Linked DNA regions of Sus scrofa: region 2 is linked to region 1. The links are chromatin contacts, called in public Hi-C maps. All regions are on one chromosome and are shown on one strand. The core of a region is the stretch at or near the end of the contact, and the rest is flanking DNA. Distances in the headings are between cores, read along the strand shown. Region 1 overlaps ZKSCAN1 (zinc finger protein with KRAB and SCAN domains 1). Region 2 holds the start of ZNF3 (zinc finger protein 3).

Evidence for each region. Hi-C and Micro-C count contacts between places; a contact is called where the count stands out from the background.
Region 2: a Hi-C map of blood shows a contact between it and region 1, with 2.0 times the contacts expected there. A contact is called at or near these places in 1 of 5 promoter capture datasets (liver), 17 of 47 Hi-C or Micro-C datasets (alveolar macrophages, blood, brain and 8 more) and 2 of 2 datasets of targeted methods (alveolar macrophages and skeletal muscle).

The regions. Positions count from the first base shown.
Region 1 is chr3:7,939,382-7,942,733 of Sscrofa11.1, reverse strand. All of the region lies in intron 6 of ZKSCAN1 (zinc finger protein with KRAB and SCAN domains 1), which reads right to left. Among named protein-coding and RNA genes, the nearest start is that of ZKSCAN1, 20 kb to the right of the region's middle.
Region 2 is chr3:7,981,298-7,984,633 of Sscrofa11.1, reverse strand. ZNF3 (zinc finger protein 3) reads left to right here and starts at 1,941. Exons shown (of 6, transcript XM_021086192.1): 1 at 1,941-2,078; 2 at 3,296-3,336. It overlaps LOC110259870 (a long non-coding RNA gene), which reads right to left and starts at 1,793. Exons shown (of 4, transcript XR_002342273.1): 1 at 1,308-1,793.

The DNA.
Region 1 (3,352 bases), core at 219-2,718:
TCGGGATTCGAACCCCACCTGTGACCTACACCAGTTTATGGCAATGCTCGATCCTTAACCCACTGAGCGAGGCCAGCGATCGAACCCGAATCCTCATGGATACTAGTCGGGTTCTTACCGCTGAGTCACAGTGGGAACTCCTAGTTCTAGGTTTTGACTTTGAAATTGTACTTTTACCCAAAATATGAATTTTACACAACAAAGGACAACAAAAAACAAACATCACAACTACTGCCACCTAGAGATGATAATTTATTGTTTTACCATGACCCAGTAGAGAAACAACATAGAGAATATTTATTACAAATCCCCCCAATTTCCTTCCCCGACCTCACTACCCTAACATTTTTTTTTTTTTGTCCGACACCACCGGCCTCCTAAAATGGACTATATATGCATATAAATTTTACTTTGCTGCCATTGCTTGTGATTGAAACTTTAGCCTTCGATCAATGTTCAAGTTATTATTTTCAATGGAGGAGGTTCCTAGCTTTAAAAAATAAGAATATCTCTTTTTCTCGAAGACTCCATTATTTATTAAAAGAAGCCTTTCTAGAAATGTTAATGAGGATTTTTAAATGAACAGATGCAATTTACAAACCACTTACTGAACAGAGACAAGCAGCTGGATTCTTCAAAGACCCAGAGAAACGAAAAGGCCAGGTTTTAACAGCAATAACTTACTTCTGCAGGTATACAAAGACAAACAAGTTTCTCCTTTTGGTCTAATTTATTTTAAACTAAAAGAAACTAGGACCTGACAAAACAGGAAAAGGTCTGTTTCATTCTGTGTACAGATGAACAAGACAATGCCTGAGTTAGCTCTCTATATAGATTTAGGCTTATCATGTTGACCTGGTTGTAATAATCTATATTTAACTCAAAGTTAATAAAAATACATATGTTCATTTTAAAATAACCGCAGATTTTGCTTGCACATCCCACCCTGTGCCCCTAAGCTCATGTATTTTTAGTACAAGATCTTCCTGCACAATCACCACCCGCCTCCTCCCACCCAGCCCCCCTCACGTGGCTTTTCACAGTAAGAACCCCTGCAACCAGCAGAAGCACCTCCAAGTCAAATATGCTTTGTCCTTGCCTGGGCAGACGGAAACCTTCCTGCAACTGGTAAATGGTGCAAAGGGCTGGGGTGGGGGTGGGGGGCGGGCAGGCCGTGGCCGTGGCTCCCGACAACACTCTTCCCCCGCCCAGGCCTCATACTCTTCCTCAGCTGGGAGGCCGGCCCTGAAACCCCTCCTCCCCACTCTCCTCCCTGACCTTGTCTGGAGACTAACTGATAGCGACTTGGGGCCATGGCAGCTGCCCAGTCCCTTACCCTGGACTAAAGACACTTGAAACCCAAATGAGAAACTAGAACGAAATCCCCAGTTTCCATACCATCTTCCCATCACTCACAGACCTTATTTTCCGTATCTCAAAACACTCAGCCTGACCGCCTAGTGAGCCCTTGCTGAAGGGAGCAAATGCGATTTTAAGACCGATGAACATTCCTCATTATGGTGTAATCTGAAGTGACTCATGATTCTTTTGTAAAAGGAGGTGAGAATCTCAAAGATGAAAAGGAAAAGAAACCTGTTAAAATGACAGCAGATCACTGTTTAGAAGTCAACCGAATTCCACTTGTTACCTTCCACTGTTTTTAAGAGAGAGACATGAGGTTTATGGCATCTACTATTAAACAGAACCAGACAACGTGAAACTCATGTTAAGACACTCCGCATTATGAGATGTTTAAAATATTTCCCAAACGTTTGTTTGACCTGCAGAATTGGAGATGGCTTACCTCCCTGTAACTTCAAGTTTGTTCTACAAAGCTTGGAAAAGTGAAACGGATAATTTCACTTTGAGATATAATAAAAAATTAATTTGAATAGCAAAATAAGTAACTACTTTTAAATGTACAGTAGTATGTCCACTCTAAAAACGAAACCTAAATGTTAGGGAACCTTTTCAAATAATTTTATTATATTCTCCAGTAGTAGCTGAAATAAAAATCTACTCTAACTTCTACGAAAACATCTATTTATACCACTTAATTGCCTTTTCTCTGATTCTCTATTTCGCTTTGCGATCTGCAGACCTTCCTCTGGTTTCCCAGCTGGGGAACCACAGCCCCCGTGTAAATATTTCTGAGAAGTTGCACAGAGCAGAACACGCAAAAAGATGCCTCCTCTGGCCAGTATTGCTGTCGCTGTTTGACTACGTCTTAATACTGTGACTCCAGTTCGCACAAGGACTCTTCCGGGAAGATGGCAGGATGAACCCGGCTGGCTCACTTTAGATGAGTACATCAGGGTGACCAGACCCTGCAAGAAAAGGTGATTAACTCGAGGACAGAAATTAGGAAAAAAGTTCTTTCACAGCCAAGTCTCTTCACAAGCCCTCTCTCCTCCTAATCACAAGCCTGGGGAAGGAAGCGGGGGCAGGGGAGGTACACAGGAGCCGGTCAAGAGGAGAATCTCAAAATGCTTCTTAAGCCTTCCTGCAATGCCACGAATGGGATGCATCTGTGCCTATTTTCCAGGAAAGAGCCCATCGTGGTGCTCTCCTACCCCCATTTTTCGAAGCACAAAGATTTACGAGTTAGTGGGGGAAGCGGGACTACGGTTTAGAGCATCCGGTCAAGGTTAAGTGGTCCCACTGGCCTTCCCAGGACACTCCCTTCTCCCAGGTCATGGAGCAGACCTTACTCCCCCCGCAACGAGCTCAGAGAACCCATTCTCATTGCCTGACGTGGTGATCCGGCAGCTAGGAGGTCAACTTCCTGGCTTTGCGGAGAAAGCTCTCAGGAAGCCGCTAATGTTTATAGGAACTGTTCCATTTTAGTGCCCGATTAACCTGTCTCTCCTAACGAATCTACTCATCTCCTCTCTGGACATGATAAGCACCAAACTATGAAGATTTCTTCTCCTCTTCTCCCTTCTCAGTTCTGTGAACTGGCGTTTCGTCCATAACCACATCAACTTCATGACTCACTCCAGATCTTTGCTCTCTTGGAGTGATGTCTTCTGTCAAATAGATTAAAATAAAATACATTATCTGTTTACAGGGAATATACAGAATAACAGGGGCTAGAGGTACAAAACACAGACACCGACGGTACAGTCGTACAAAATATATAGAAGTACCCAATGTTGACAATCTTTGTAAGAAGTTGTACATTTTGCTATTTCTTTAGCATTTCCCCACTTTTTTTTTTTTTTTGTCTTCCATGGATCCTCTGGAGTTAAGATTGAGCTTCTGCAGTGTTTCTGAAATTCATTACATGATCGGAACATACTGACGGAATTCACTTTCTGCCCAAAGCAGTGAGTGCTATACAAGAAAAGTT
Region 2 (3,336 bases), core at 692-3,191, 41 kb before region 1:
CTTCAGAGATGAATTCTTGTGGAATTCTCTGGAAAAATAGATACAACTTTTTTCTAATCTAGTTGAAAAGCCACAGGTGCATGTCACTTTAGGACAAACTGACTCATCAGTTTTGCATCTGGGCATCCACTTCTTACTGGTCATTTCATTGATCCTGGCCATGGGACACGACAAAGGCAGGGCTAGTGGGGACCCCCAGGTTCCAGCTGGGTTAGGAGCCTTCTACTCAGAGCCAATGGAATCTGAGAGGCTGTGCCTACGAAGGCTTACTTTTTTTTTTTTTTTAAACTTTATTTTGTTCTTTCTTTCAGATAAAAGCTATATGGAAATTCAAATGTTTTCTTCCCCATGGTAGAGTGCTGTCTTGGGCAGCCCCTGGGTGACTCATGGCACGAGGAGGCCATGGACTCAGATGAATAATCATTAACGGCACAGCTTTTGAGAACTGGCTGGGAATTAACCAGGCAGCTGGGTTCTGGGGCAAACACTAATGGTAAACTGCAAACTGACTTCTCAGCCCCAGGGTATTAGAGCTGATTGCATTGATGGCCTGTTTTCTGAGGACTGTCATTAGGTGAACATTTACCAAACACACAAACCCACTCTGAGGAGCCTCACTCTGCTTCCACCCTTCCCTCCTCTCCTGCCACTGCCTCCTCCTTCATCTCTGTTCTTGTCCTGGAGGGACAAGTGGGATTATAAGGAATTGAGAAGAGAAAAAGGAAAAATGCCTTCCTGGGGGGGAGTGGAGTTTGCTGAGCGGCTTGGCCATTCCAAGCATTTGCTCAAATTCTCGCTGGGGTCCAGAAGGACTGGAAATGGGTCACACACCCACACCTCTTGGGCCACCCTCCAGTTTTGTTACCTGTTAATTGTTCTCTCATGCCTCAGGGCCTTTGCACTGGTTGCTGACTCTGCAGAGAACACTCCATCTTCCCGACTGGCCTGCATCGCTACTGGAAAGTCTTGTCACCTCCTGACAGGGCCCTGCTCTTTGTCACCTTTTCCCCAGCACATATTTCCTGTCCTTAGACTGAAGTCACTGGAGAGTAAGGCCTGTTGCACTGCAAAACTGAATGGATGCACTATAAATACTGGAAGCAGAAAAACTGCGATCAAATGCGAGGCAGGGCCATAAGGGGAATCAGATCACAAAACTTCCTTTTGTATATAATCTGAAGGATGTTTCTGACACTTCAAGGATTCCTCTTGTGAGGGCATAAAAGTGAGTGAACCAAGAAGCTTGCTTTTCATTTCCTCAAGCATCTCACCTATTTCATACTTTCTCCACATTGATGGGGCCTCACCTGTTTTCTTCGGATCCGGATGGATCTAGATGGATAACTTCCCCACATCTTTTCTGCTCCCAGCAGGTTTTGTCCTCACATGCATTCTCTGCTGCGCCAGAACGTTCTCTTCACATTTTGGTAATTTGGAGTTTAAGGATCTGGCATTGTCATTGCCGAGGCTTGGGTGCAGCGGACCCAGCAAAACATAGCAAAAAAAAAAAAAGATTTTGGTAATTTAAAGGAGGCATTTTACATGAAACAAACACAAAACCTGATTTGTTTGGAAACTTCAGATGAAGATACATTTTCTCCATTGAATCCTTCAAGCGTCCGTCTGTAGGCGACCTTAGGGCTTAAAACTCCACTTCGTGGAAGCGCAGCAGCGACCCTCTACCCCAGACACCGCGCCTTCTGCTCCCCCGCCTGCCGCGCTCGAGCATGCGCCGTGAGGACCAGGTGCGCGGCGCCCCGCCACGCCCGGCCAGCAGGGGGCGCTGCGGGCGGGGGCAGCAGGCGCGGAGCATGGCATCCGCGCTGGGGCCGGAGCCCAGTCAGCAAACCACAGAGAGACGCAGACCTCCCATTTTCCTAGAGAGAACAAGTGGACGTGGGGGACCCGGAGCGTTGTGTGTATGTGTGTGTGTAGCGGGGGGTGACTCGGACTGACCCGGAAGCGAAACGCAGGGAACTTCCGTTCTTTGTTCTGTCCCCGGTGTGTGGCTCTGTGACAGGGTCCAGCGGGGCCTGGTCGGTGTCCAGCCCCCCAAATCTCCCGTCCCTGCCCCCAGGGTGAGTCCGGCCGCCCCTGGGGCTCGCGGTGGGACGGAAGCAGAGGTCGCCGGGAAAGGGGTGGTGTCTGTGCCGCTGCGGCCCGCGGGGTCCCCAGGCCCGCCCGGAGCAGGGTGCGGGGAGGCGCCAGTCAGGACTCGCTTCCCCAGGGACCCCGCCCCCCAGCGCGCCCTGCATCGGGGAGGAAAGGAGCAGCTGTTGTGGTTCTGTGAGTTGCACAGCGCCCAGCTCGAGCCCTTAAAAAGTTCCAGTATGGCCGGAGAGGCGTCCCGCGCCTTCAGACAGCTCGTGACAGCGACCCTAACTTGGTAGTTCTCCGAGACGTTTTTATTTGATGTTAACAGTTCTCCGCGCCCGCGGCCGGAGGGAGGGTCTGTTTTTACTCCGGCTGGATCTGAAGATCAAAGAACGAGGAGTTCTACGAAGAGTGCGCAGTTAGAACTGCTCAGATTCCGGAATAATCTCCCAGGCGCACAGTCAGTCGAGTCTCTTTCGGGGAGTGGTACCACTGTGTCCCATTTTTCAGTTGTATTAGATCCCCTATTTGATTCGCTTTTCAAAGTGGGATCGAACACAGCCCGTTGTTTAAGTTCTGAAGGGTATGTGTAAACTCCAGGAGTGGATAAAGCACGATGATGAGCCTGCAATCTGTGGGATAATTATTGGCACTAAAGGTGCTTTTCTCGGAGAAGTGAAATTCGTGGGGTGCAGGCATCACTTGATTTCAAGTGTTTGGTGGAGAGTGGTATGGAAGGAGAAGATTCTATCACTAAAGCTTCGTAGGGCATGAGGCCTCTGAAGAGTTGAAGATCCAGGGGACAGATTTTTAGCTTGACATCTCAAGACCTCTCCAGTGGCGAACCTGTGCAGCAGTGGAACAGACTCCCCGCTGAAGTAGCCATGTGTGTCCAGCAAGTTAGCTGACAGAACGTTAGGAACTTCGGAAGATGTTTCTTGCACTGGGTGGGAGGTTGACCTAGAGAACCCTGACTTCTGTTTCAGCTCTAAAGCCACAACACAAATGCCAGTCGTGGTCTTTTTCTTTTTTTCTTTGACTGTACTCGCTGTATACAAAGGTTCCCAGGCCCGGGATCAAACCCCCTGCCACAGATGTAACCAGACCCACAGCAGTGACAACACCAGATCCTTAACCCACTGCACCATGAGGGAACTCTGACATAAACATTTAAAATTCCTTTTTCTTTTTTTCCCCTTAGTCATACAGCACTGGCATCAATTAAGTCACAGTTCCCAGGGA